Linked DNA regions of Mus musculus: region 2 is linked to region 1. Evidence: chromatin contacts called from public Hi-C data. All regions are on one chromosome and are shown on one strand. Each heading gives the region's core, a stretch centred on a gene start, on an enhancer-like site or on the middle of the called end of the contact. The rest is flanking DNA. Distances are from core to core; before and after follow the strand shown. Region 1 has its middle 6.6 kb from the start of Gm41239. Region 2 has its middle 8.1 kb from the start of Mir6390.

Evidence for each region. A called contact is a pair of places that touch in the nucleus more often than the background predicts.
Region 2: a contact with region 1 is called in a Hi-C map of muscle stem cells, with 2.1 times the contacts expected there. The contact joins two enhancer-like sites. A contact is called at or near these places in 4 of 39 promoter capture datasets (embryonic stem cells, liver, pre-B cells and 1 more), 6 of 484 Hi-C or Micro-C datasets (embryonic fibroblasts, embryonic stem cells, liver and 3 more), 4 of 115 datasets of contacts at active chromatin or transcription factors (bone marrow-derived dendritic cells, bone marrow-derived macrophages, a colorectal cancer cell line and 1 more) and 1 of 9 other capture datasets (embryonic stem cells).

The regions. Positions count from the first base shown.
Region 1 is chr14:105,812,889-105,819,452 of GRCm38.p6, reverse strand. No RefSeq gene overlaps it. Among named protein-coding and RNA genes, the nearest start is that of Gm41239, 6.6 kb to the left of the region's middle. Within about 2 kb of position 3,987, at least 62 of the 459 cell types and tissues checked have an H3K27ac peak or open chromatin away from gene starts, as enhancers often do. A contact at or near this core is called in muscle stem cells and pancreatic cancer cells, where this site is marked.
Region 2 is chr14:105,612,391-105,618,954 of GRCm38.p6, reverse strand. No RefSeq gene overlaps it. Among named protein-coding and RNA genes, the nearest start is that of Mir6390, 8.1 kb to the left of the region's middle. Within about 2 kb of position 3,399, at least 59 of the 459 cell types and tissues checked have an H3K27ac peak or open chromatin away from gene starts, as enhancers often do. A contact at or near this core is called in muscle stem cells and pancreatic cancer cells, where this site is marked.

The DNA of each region.
Region 1 (6,564 bases), core at 2,738-5,237:
TGTCCTTATCCTTATGATTGAAATCATATTGAACCCATCAAATGGATACACCTTTGGGGTTCTTGGCAGATGCTAACAGTCCTTTTGGCCTACCTAAGAGAACTTCATCTCTCTAGGTATCTGTATCCCTGCTGTATCTATGTGAGTGACTCAGGGAAAGATGGTTGATATATTTAGCTGTAGTATCTGCTGTGTACTATTATACACATTCTCTTCCTGCATATCACAAGAACTGAAGCTGGAGGACACTTGGGGCAAAACATTTCTCTACTGACCATTCCGTTGTATGTGATGGCTACAAGGCTGAGGTTGTTCTAGTCACATTGCTTCACAGCTAAAGAAGTGTTTTCCTCTCTTCTTTTCTGCAAGTCTTGAACAAAGAGGTTGCTTGTCTCAGCTGTGACTCATGTCTATTTTGCAAACATGTGGGGAATCAGCCTGAAGACAAAGCTAACCTAGAAAAGATGACAAGGAACACTGAAGACAAAGATCACATCATCCCGGATTCCCGCCCCATAAACAAGGGTTGCTGGAACATGACACTATCTGACAGGATTCTTCTTTTCTGCTGCATATCATCTCCCACCTGTTTTGGTTTTTGTGATAGATGACATTACTGTGTGACAGCCATAGTACAAAGTATAAAAAAGTATGAGCAAGGTACCAATATTATCCTCACTGTACATAAGAGGAAGCTAAGCCTTTAAGAGTTCATTAATTAGTAGTGGCTAAATAGTTGGTAAGGTTGGTAAGTGCTCCAGCTGTCATCCAAATGTGGATCCACCTGACTCTAGCCTTCATCCTTCAGCATCCACGGGGCTTAGTTTGACTAAGTCACCTTCAAGACAGCTATGGCATGATTTCCTTCCTAACTTAGGCCAAGTAACTGAAGTCTTGTCAGAATCCTACTGCTGCTGCTTCTATCTTCCATCTCCTACCTTTTTCCCTTCCTTCAGTTTCAGTGCTGAAGATCCGCTCAGAGCTTGCTTATGCTAAGCATGCTCTAGCCACTAAGCTACACTCTTCATATTTTAAAAAAGATTCTATTTCTCCCCCACTCCCCGTTTGTGTGTGTGTGAGTGTGTGTGCGCGCATGTGCCCATGGAAGCCAGAAGAGGGTGTAGAGGTTCCTCAGAGCTGGAGTTATAGGCAACTGTGTGTGGGTATTAAGAACTCAACTATGGGAAGAGACAGGAGAGAAGTCCAGAGGGCAAGGAGAATGAATAGAAATATGTAGCAGTGGAGAATGGGGAACAGGGGTTGGGGGGACCACTAGAAAATCCCAGACACCAGGGAAGTGAGAGATTCCCAGGACTCAACGGGGATGACGTTAACCGAAATACCCAACTGAGGGGAGATCGAACCCGAAGAGACCACCTTCAGTAGATAGGCATGCCCCTCCCCCAGTTGAGGGATGGGGCCACCTACCCATCACAAAATATTTACCCCAGAATTGTCCCTGTTTAAAGGAGCAGAGAACGAAGGAAAGGCCATCCAGAGGCCCCCCACCGTGGGATCTATCCCATCTGCAGACACCAAACACTGACACTATTGTGGATGCCAAGAATTGCTCACAGTGTGACTGTCCTCTGAGAGGATCCGCAAGCATCTGATTAAGACAGATGCAGATACTCAGCCAACCATCGAACTGAGCAGGGCGACCCCAATGGGTGAATTAGGGAAAGGGTTTGCAACCCAATAGGAAGAACAATAATATCAACCAACCAGACCCCCCACCCCACCCCCAAGAGCTCCCAGGGACTAAACCACCAACCATAGAGCACACATGGAGGGACCCATGGCTCCAGATGCGTATGAGGCAGAGGATGGCCTTGTCAGACATCAAGCGAATGAGAGGCTCTTGGTCCTGTGGAGGCTTGACGCCCCAGGATAGGGGGATGCTAGAGCAGTGAGGCAGGAGTGAGTGGGTGGGTAGGTGGGGGAACACCCTCTTAGGGGCAAAGGGGGGAGGGGATGGGATGGGAGGCTTGCAGAGGGGAGTAGAGGAGGGGGCATTTGAAATGTAAATAAAATAACCAATTAATAATAACAATAATAATAAAAGAACTCAACTAAGATCCTCTTCTAGAGAAATCAGTGCTCTTAAGCACTGATCCATCTCTCCAGTAACGTTCCTATTGAAGAAGCAGTTCTTTTTTTTTTTTTTTAAATATTTATTTATTTATCAAATGTAAGTACACTGTAGCTGTCTTCAGACACTCCAGAAGACAACATCAGATTGTGATCCACCATGTGGTTGCTGGGATTTGAACTCAGGACCTTTAGAAGAGCAGTCAGCGCTCTTAACCGCTGAGCCATCTCACCAGCCCTGAAGAAGCAGTTCTAAGGTGTCCTTTTAATAGCCAATAGTATGTTGAATTATGGACTTCAGTGTTGAAGAGTAACATTTTATATATATATATATATATATATATATATATATATATATATATATATATGTGTGTGTGTGTGTGTGTGTGTGTGTATGTGTACATACATACATACATACACACACACACACACACACACATATATATACTCAAAATGCATAAAAGACAGACAGTGTTTGAAGATAAGATTTCTGTTCACCAGAGTCTGAAGGAGTTAACTTACGTAAGACACAGCAAGGTTGGGAGCAATATTAAAGATCTAAGGTCAAGGCCTGGGAATCTGACTTGTGGGTGACTTACTGAGAGCAATATACCAATGTCACCTAAGTAATTAATAAGTGGGTTATTATTTTGAGACAGGATCCTGCTAGGTGGCTCAAGCTGAACTAAAGCTTGGTATTCTGACCCCCCCACTTCATACTGCCTCAGCTCCCCAAGTGCTGGGATTAAGACTGTAGGCCACCACGCCCAGCTCCAGAGTTATGTTTTTATTAGAAGTCTTAAAAAAAAACCCTCATTACTGTATTATGAAATCAGTCGATACGACGCTGGAGACCTTCATCTGCTCTTTCCTGATTTTGTGACTTCATATAACAGAGATACCTCTCAGATGAGCTGGACTGAATGTCCAGAATTATAGTTTTTAACGTTCAGTTTAGGATTTTGATATGACAGTTGGTCTCCAGCCACAGTTCATGCCTGTTCTCTTGGCTTTGGAGAAAGTGGGTTTTAAGGAGTTAAAAGGAGAAAACAAGAGTCTCTGCTGGCTGCTCTGAGATGACAAAATCAGATAGGTATTTGACAGAAAGAACTTCAAAGCCACGTCCAGTGGCAGCATTGGCCCTAATACAATGGCGTGACCATTTACTAGCACTTTTTCAAACACGGACAGAAATGAAGAGCTCAGAATGTGGAAATGGAGACTCCCAGCAACGTGCTTCAGGGTCTCAGAAATCAGGGCATGCACAGGAGAGCTGCTTTGGACACCTCTCCTTCCTTTTACACTCCCACTTAGCTTTCCTTTTAAGTGTCAAGTGAAGCAGGTGGTGGACCTGTCATTTTGACATTCCTCTGCAAATTAATTAGGCTTTGAGAGCATAGGTCAGCTCTGCCACGCAGGGGAGCTTCAGCTCCGGGATTCTGGCAGGAGTTCAAGAGGAGTGTTATTGCTTTGAACTCACTTGTTAGCCGTGCAAAATAAACACTATCCACCTTGCAATAAAAAAAAAAAAAAGCATCGGCAGGAGAGAAAAAGAGAACGTTCTAAACCCCTCCCTTGAGCCTCCAAACCCCTGGGCTGTGGCTGCTAAATTAGGACACGAAAAATCAGGCCCGCTTGTGAAAAGAAAAAAAAAAGGGGGGTGGGGGTGGGGGGAAAAGCCATCTTACAACAAACACCCAAAAATTAACGATCGCTGAGAACTACTGATATTTTCATGATCCGAAGCGGACTGAGAGTCGGAGAGTTCACGGATGCGTCCCGGCGCTCCTGTAGAATGTTTCCTGGCTAATTATTTGCCACTACCACTGTTCACTTCCTGTGGTGGATTTATGCTAAATCCTGTTATTAGTCTTGCTCTGCAGTTGCCATTGTCTCTGAGTAGAGGCAAGCCTGAAAGGGTGCAGTCAGCCCTTTATTACGCAACATGTGAATGGGGATTTGACCCAATGTCCGACCACTTCCCCGCTTCAGTTTTTATGTGAGCTTGCTGAGCCTTCCCCAATAAATCACCAGGTTACAGTGAACTTTTACTCTTTTTTTCTCTCTTTTAACTCCACTGTGTGTGTGTGTGTGTGTGTGTGTGTGTGTGTGTGTGTGTGTGTGTGACAGAGAGAGAGAAAGAGAGAGAGAACTAATGCACACACATTCACTTAAAAGATAACATAATTCCATTGCCTTTTCAGACAGTAGGTAAAAACCTATACCCAATTTCTACTGTTCTTCCTCCCCAAAATATGTAGAACCACATTTGATGCCTTCATCTCATCCTATGATTTAATAACTTATATTTAAACAACAATTTTAAACAAATGTGATGTGCAAACGGCCCGAATACCTGTGGGAAAAGCTAATATTCCTGACAAAATCCAGCTGAGTTCTTGAGCCCTTTAACGGAACGTGGTATCATCTTAAACACAACTTTTCCTTTAAGTAAAACTAGCACAAGTATTGTCTCTTTAATCAAAGTATTCTATTCTAAATCTTTAAACTACATTATAATGTTTAATGAGAATATTTCCACCATGTTTATGAGTATCTCAGATTTAAACATTAAATACTAAAAATTATCATTTTTAAAAGCCATGAACTTGTGTTAGATAAAAATAAGATAATGATAGACGCTTCAGTTTTAGCTTAAATATTCCATTATTTTGCCTCTAATGACTTTATAAACACACCTGTGATTCCGGTGTGAATGTTTTAAAACTCTATCAGATTATAGCTATGAATATTCACAGTAGTGAAACTACAGACTATAAATTCCTCTCTCACAGATTTTTTTCTAATATGCACATAAACAGTTACTATTTAAGTCTTTGAAAATCTTATTTCCATTAACTGCAAATCTTGTTTGTTTTGCCATTTTTTTTTCTGCCATAAGTCTTATGAGGAATGTTCATCTAGAAACACTCAGATATTGGGATACATGTTCAGCTGAATGAATTTAAATTATAAAATAGACATTAATATGGGTAGGTAAACTAGTTACATTAACCAAACTCTGGAATACTGGTGGTGCTGGCTTGGGTAAGCATGGCATTTGTAAGCTCATATGCTTGGAGACTTGATTCTCTCTTGGTGGAACGGTTCCGGGAGGATTAGCAGGTTTGGCCTCCTTAGAGGAGCTATGTCACTGGGAAAAAGTCTTGAGGTTCCAAAAGACTTGTGCCATTCCCAGTGTGCCTCTCTCTTTCCTGCTTGTAGATCTAGATATGTGGTCTCAGCTATGCTTACATCATGCCTTGCTCTGCCATCAAATTCTAGCCCTCTAGAAATCATTAGCCCAATTAAACACTTGTTCATATAGGTTGCCTTGATCATAATGTTTTGTCAAAGCTATGGAAAACTAGCTAAGTCAGAAGTTGGTGCTAGGAAGTGGACTATTGTATGACAAACCTCCCTGTGGCCATTTGAGAAGAATGTGTAAGACCATGGGACTTTGGCCAGGAAAAGCTGTTGAATGCTGTAAGTGGAGCTTATGGGTCATCCCAGTAGGAGCTGTGAAGGCAACACTGAGAGTTACATGAACTGTGGAGGTTTTGGAGGGAACAGAGGCCAACAGCTGGGAAACAGAGCATTCTTGTCATGTTTGGCAGAGGATGGTGTGGTCACTTTGTCTTCATCCTCAGAGTTTTCATGAGACTAAATTAAAAATGAATGGACTAGTTTCTCTGGCTAAGGAAATGTCAAGATGGCCTAGTGGTTATTACTGTGTCATGCGGTTATTAGTAATCACTCTTAAGCAGAACTACAACGAAAAATAGCTGATGTGACAGAAGAGATGTACAGTTTGAAGAGAATAATGAAAGCAAACACTTAATGAGAGAGCCAAAGCTTGTGCTGAAAGGATCAGGAGATTAGAAAGAGTTCTAGCATTGACATAAAGGGAGAGATTCCACTCATCTCAGCTTCCTAAACTGTGAAAAGGAAAGGACTAAAGAATTTCCTGTTCCCCAAAAGGAAAAACAAGTCAAAGCTTCCATAAATGTGAATCAGTGCACGCCAAGGCCCACCCCAGCTCAGTAGCCAAAGTAGCCAAATGTGCCAGTGTCAGCCACGTGGTCTGGCTTTATAGTCATGAGGTAGAAGGGGCCAGAGGGAATCTTCCTCTGAGGCTAAAAAGAGCCGCTGAGCCGCTGTGTGGCAGGGGAGTCCTTGCATGGATGCCCGGAGAGGACATGGGATGAAGCTGTGAAACAGGAATTGCTTTGGAGACACGGAGATCTTTAAGATATCAGAACTTCGAAGCATCTGTCAACTAGAGCTGCATCTACAGAGTGAAACAGAGTGCGTGGCAATTGGAAGCTGGAAGGTCAGTGCCATCGAGACCTTTTGCCATCAGGCATGGAGCTACGTGATTTGGAGAGTCTGCCCTGTTGGGTTTCAGTCTTGCTTTGGTCCCATATTTCCTCACTATGTCCTGATTCTTCTCTTATGGAAAGGTATATGTTG
Region 2 (6,564 bases), core at 2,150-4,649, 200 kb after region 1:
AAGGGAGGAGACAAGACAGTAATGTGGGAGTGGGTATAATTCCAAGTACATTATATGCAAGTATGAAATAGAATGGAATCCACTATTTTATACAATTAGCAGGAGCTAATTTTAAAAAAAAAAAGAAAAGGAAAAAAAAATAGGTCAGCGTCAAATGGGCCCTCGGAGACAGAGCGGCTTTGGAGAAGGTTTTGCATGAAGAGCAGACACAGAACCACATCAGTGGTGAGCGGAAGCGCTCAGGGGCTTCCACGGCATGACTCGGTTTCTGTATTTCACTTCAGAGCCAACACAGTGAGGTTAGGCAAGAAAGAATGATGAGAGGAAATATTTAGCACCCTAAGACCACATAATTGAAAGTTTTAAAATGTGGTCTCCCCAGAAAATTTAATAAACACAAAAGTGCAGCTTTCCCCAGCTATAATAACGACTTGCACTAATTCTCGGTTGTATTTTTATAAAAACCCAGTGCTGTTTTCAAGGACTATTTTCAACGAAGGCTTCCGTTTTATTTTGTTTTATTTTTTAAATTCATTTGGCAGGTTCAACAATTGAGGAATCTGACCATCGAATCTTTGACCTATAGGATACATAATTATCATATCAATTATTAAATAATTGCCTCAAACATCTCAGGTCTGTGACTGAGACTGCCAACCTCCCAACAAGACTAGGCTGCTTCTGAGGCCACTCTCAATTCTTACCTTATGACTTTTAAGGGGTTTCCTTCTTAGTCCTGGGCTCTACATCCATAAATAGTTGTATGACTTTGGACAAGTCATGGAATTATCCTGTGTTTTATTTTGTTACATGACACGAGACAATAATTGTTTCCCTATATAGTGAAGATCAAATGAGTTATATTAAATGTACAGAATGTTAGGCAAGTTTGAGTATGCATCTGATAAGCACTCATTTATTTATTTCCATACTCATCCACTCCATAAGTAATTCACTCCTGAGTTCTTCCACACATGCAAGAGGAAATGACTTTGACCACATTTCTTAGCTACAGTACCTTCTCCAGAAAGTTGGTTACCCAGATCTTTTGCATCATCTTTGTTACCATTGCTTTAGTCTGTTATCTTTATCCCTTCTATATAATATATAGAACATCTTCACAAGAATTATCCAGTCCAGTCTAGTATCAGTGACACTATGCTTAGACCATGTTTGTCAGCAGTGACACTGATACTAGACTGGACTGGATAATTCTTGTGAAGATGTTCTATATATTATAGAGTTTTACAGCATTTCTGGATCCTGTGCAATACCGCTATCACCTGTTCCCAATTGGGACCAAAGAGTCCCCCAAAAACTGCCCACTGTCCCTGGCAAGAATGAAAATTGGCTTCTCTCTGTCCCATGAGAACCTCTGCTTCAGACCATCACCATGTCACTACTGAATTACTGAAATAAACCTCAACACACACTATTTTCTTCCCCTTCTCTCTAATTCCCCCTGCATATTATGGGCATCCCCATTCTTTTAAGCACACCTTCTAACCCCATCTTGTCCTAGCATCCTATTGAGAATTGGATTTCCCAACCTGTTTAGCAGACAAGGCATTGCAATTCACCAGGGTGATTTGTCTACTGCTGAATATTAGATGAGACAAAGATTCAAATCCAGGGTCTCACTCAACTTTAAAACCAACTGCTTAAAATAAGCAACATACTTATTCTTGTACTAAAAAGAAGGTAAGTGTTTCTCTAATGAACGACCATCCCTTAGGTGGTGTACATGAACGGCACTCACCTCCAGGTCTCAACTCCGTAGACACTTCCCACTACACACATTTTTATCCTTTCCATGAGCCTGCCTCCTTCTTCTTTATTCTTTCTCTTGCACATGTGGGAAGAGCATGTGTGCATCCATGTGGATATGTGAACAGGTGTGTGCAGGCCAGAGGTTGACAATCATTGTCATTTTCTTGAGACAGGATCTCTAACTGAACATACCATTCCCTGATCTGAGCAGGCTGAATGGCCAATGAGCTCAACTTGTGTCCCCTCCACCAACCACTGAACCAGAAGTAGAGGTCACAGAGGTTCTTAGCGGGTTCTGGGGATCTAAACTCAAGTCCTCAGTCTTGTACAGCAGGCACTTTCCCAATGGGGCCATTTCCTGAGCCCCTCATCTGTGTCTTCTGGGATTTGCCTTACGTTTTCTTCCCTGCCTAGAAAACATCTTGTCTAATATTTCTCTCTGTTCTCCCAAGATCTTGTCTATGGTACTTCATTCCCTGTGATGGGTACTTCTCTCTGTTAATATCTACATATGTCACCACTATGTCCCTCATCATACCTCAGCTATTGTGTAATGTATTTTCCCTCCTGGTCGAACTTGTTAATGGATCTACCATTTAGCTAATTGTGTGACCCTGGGAAAGTCATGGAATCATTCCATGGTTCAACTTAGAACATCCATTGTCAACTTCTAGCCTGAACATACTTGTTCATACAGCCACATAAATTCACACATGCACTTCCCACAAGAAAAAAAATAAAGTGAAAAGAGTCAGGCTTGTGGAGTGTTCACAACATTTGTAATATGGATATAATGACACAGGCACTTGTTTATATTTCCCTGGCTTAGCATGGTGACCCCTATCATGGAGCAAAGATTGCTGAGGTAACCCACAGAACTCCTTGGCTATACAGTTATGATAATGAAGGAACAAATAAAAACAATAATAATATAAAAATTACAATGAGAGCTATATCTATGGTAATAGTGAAGTTTTTCATCTTCCTTTATAGAAGGCATGGAGGAAGGTAAGCATTCCCCGATCTGAGATTCCTTTGTGGCTGCCTCCTGTCTCTCAGCTACACTTGCTCTTTGGAAGTCTTAGAGTTTGCAAAGGTTAAAGGATGGCAGAGGGTGGGTCTCTGGTGATGTAACTGTCATGAGTCATCTCCTCCATGGGGTGGGAACTTGGTGATGCAGCTGCTTTTGAGTCATATTTACTAAGTAACCTTTCCCCCAATAAACTCACTGCTTCCCACGCTGGACTTGGGTGGACTCACTGGTTTATTGGTGCATTGTGGTTAGCAAACACTTCCCTCACATCTCCCCAGGAAAAGCTGATTGACAGTACACAGTGGAATGTCGGGCAGAAGTGAATACTATGCATGCTGTAGACACTTTTTAACTGACTTTCAGAAATGTAGAATTTTCCTGACATGTAGTAAATTAAAAAAAAAAATCATCAACTGAACAATTGAACATTTCATTGTACCTTCCAGAGTCATTTCTCACTTAAAGTTTAAATATGCTGAGGTCTCATGCATGTTCTTATCAACGAGACAAGGAGCTCAGCCAAGAGTCACTATTAGATAAAACCTACAATAGGGAAAATGCTCACGCCAGGAGTGCTGGTGAGTCAGGGCAGGGTCATGAATCTTTCAATGCTGTCTTTGGTACCATAGAACTAAGGCCTGTGGGCTTCAGGGCTACTGCCATGGAGAACCCTCCAAAGCAGATCTAGGCAACCGTTTCCTTCCCTGACCGTGTGGACAACTCTGTCTCTCCTTTTGATTCTTTTGATGTTTTCCCATCCTTTCTCCTTATTTCCTAAGAACTACTTTTCTCTTTTTGATTTTTTTGTCCCTCTTCTTAAGTTGATCTTTTTCTGAAGTCCTTTTAACAAGTCTCAAAGTACTAAAACAATATATTAAGGAAACAAATAATTTGCAGCTCCAAATTGAAAGAAAATTGTGTGAGCGCTACAATAAACAACATCAAACTACTTAGCAAATTACTTGGAGGAGCAATTGGCTTGATGGAACAATAAGCTTGGTCCATCAGAAAAAAAAAATACTTCCTAACTAAAATTTTAAATTTCTAAATTTTTCCTTGAAGACCATGTGTATAAATATCCTTAGTATTATTATCTAACATGTATTAAACTCTCCATTGGCGCAGCATAACAAATTTTAAGAATCAGCAATACTTAAATGCAAATCAGAGCATTTAAATATTACATAGATCTATCCCTTACAGAACGGCTTGAAATTTCTGAGTAGAAGAGTGAAGATTGTACTGTTTTAAAAGACCTTCTTATGAACATTTACAGAGCTAGAGGGCAGAGGAATTTATTACAACTTTCTTGGGAATAATAATTCTTCACTTTTAGATCCTATTGTAATTGAAGTCTTGTCTGGTATTAGTGCAACTTAGAATTTTAAATATATAACAAGTTATTTATTAGACATTCTGCAAATAATTTCTGTAACTAAATTATCTTTAAAGCAAATGTTTGTCAGCATAAAGATAAAATCATTTTCAGTCACAAAAACTCATTTTCGGGACACAATGAAAGCAGTGGTAAGAGAAAAACTCATAGCTCTAAGTGTCTCCAAAAAGAAACTGGAGAGAGCTTACACTAGCAGCTTGACAGCACACCTGAAAGCTCTAGAACAAAAAGAAGCAAATTCACCCAAGAGGAGTAGACAGCAGGAAATAATCAAACTCGGGGCTGAAATCAACAGAATAGAAACAAAAGAACTGTACAAAGAATCAACCAAACCAGGTGCTGGTTCTTTTGGAAAATCAACAAGATAGATGAACCCTTAGCCAGACTAACCAGAGGGCACAGAGACAGTGTCCAAGTGAACAAAATCAGAAATGAAAAGGGAGACATAACAATGTAATATATCTTAAAATAATTATTCTGTTTGTTGAATATTAACAGTTGAAAATAGTAAAATCTTGTTCTACCAAAAAAAAAAATTGAAAAATCCAGGCAGACAGTTGTGGCACATGCCTTTAAGCTCAGCACCGGGGTGGCAGAGGCAGAGGTGTCTAATTCTAGGGCTTTCTTTCTTTAAATATTTTGTTCATTGATCTTTTCTTCTGCAGTATCTAACTTTCTGTGATCCCGTTGAGCAGAATTCATTAACAGACTTCACATCTCACCTCTGTAAGTTCTGTTTGAGTCCTTATAAATATAAAGACCTCCTCTGTCTACAAAGAGTGTGTGTTTTCCTGTAATTAATGGAACTTATGTACTGTGCTTGCTACAGATGTCTCAGCACTGTCTAACCCCTTCATTTCTGCTTTCTAAATGTTTAGTTATCCATTGTACGTTCCTACTTCTAGGCCTGCCTAGGATACTATTGAATGTTTCAGTTTATTATCTTCTTGCAAAGAGGGTTGAACTTTATTTTATTTGACAATTAAATTACACATGAACTAATTAGTGTGGTGTGCTATTTCAATTAGAACAGATTTTAAAAAGAAAAAAATACAAAAACAAAACAACAACAACAAAACCCCAACTCATTGTCAGAGACAGGTTCACAAGAGGAAAGTATAACAGATTTATTTGGTCAAATTTTTGCATATTATGAGGATTTCCAGAAATGAAAGTTCAAAGACCTTTGGAAAACCGTTCTGTTGCTTAGGCTTGATGAAGCATGAAAAGTCAGGCAGAAATGTGACAATTCGAGACAAAATGCACCATGTGAGAGTAATAGCTTGCAGAAGGACAATCACTGAGGCCTGCCTTCAGTGTGGCACTTTGTGGTTACTTTGTCATGCTGTGATCAAAGACTGTGACAAAGGCAACTCACTGGAGAAGGGGCTTCTCTGGATTTGCAGTCCCATTAGGAAACAGTGTGTCCTAGTGAAGAAGGCATAGTGAAAGGGGCAGGAAGCTCACTGGTCACTTCCCATCCTCACTCAGAAAGAGGAAAGCAAGCAGCAAGTGGAGACCACTCAAGTGTTCGTCCCCAGTGGCCCACTTCCTCCATTAACGCTTCACCTCCTAAAAATTCTACAACCTTCCCAAAGGGCACCGTCAGCTGGGGACAAACATGCAAACATAAGAGAGGATGGAGGACACTTTTCCATTCCAGCCACAAGCATCCCTTCCTTCTAGGTGCAGGGCAGACTTTGCGTGGAACAGGGCTCATGACTTACTATCAGGTCAGATGGTTTCTTTCCAACCACCTTCTACCAGAGTGGTGGGGGGAAGCTTAAAATAGTATTTCTGGGTTTTGTGGCTTGCGTTGGGGAAGAGGGATTTCATTTCTATGAGGTAATGTAGGGTATTTCTGGATTCTATGATCTGCTTCAGGGAGGTAAGGAGGAAGGTAGTGGGTAGAGAAGGTCAGAGGAGAACTTAGCTCTGAGGCATTCTGGTCCCCTTTAATTCAGAGTACTTCAAAGTGCCACCACTCTGGGTATAATTTTGTGAGCCACAACACAAGCGTGAAGTTAGATAAAATAGGCTTTATTCCTCATAATTAAGCACGGCCTTTCTTCTAGTTAGAGGAGCGGGAAGCATACTGTCCATTATGATTTCAAAAATAAGAATTTTTTATGATTTTAGGGAGCTGAACCATATCTTTTTATGGGTTCTAGATTAGTGTTCTTTTCTCTTTAAAATATTTCAGTTTAGCTAGTATTTTGACAATCATAAGATTTATATATTTTTCCCCGTTACTATAAATACACGATCGTGGGTTAAAATAAAATTATATATAATGTAGAGTACTATAGTTTAAATATAGATGTCTTTTTAAAAAAATTATGTAGATAATCGACATCAGAGAGGC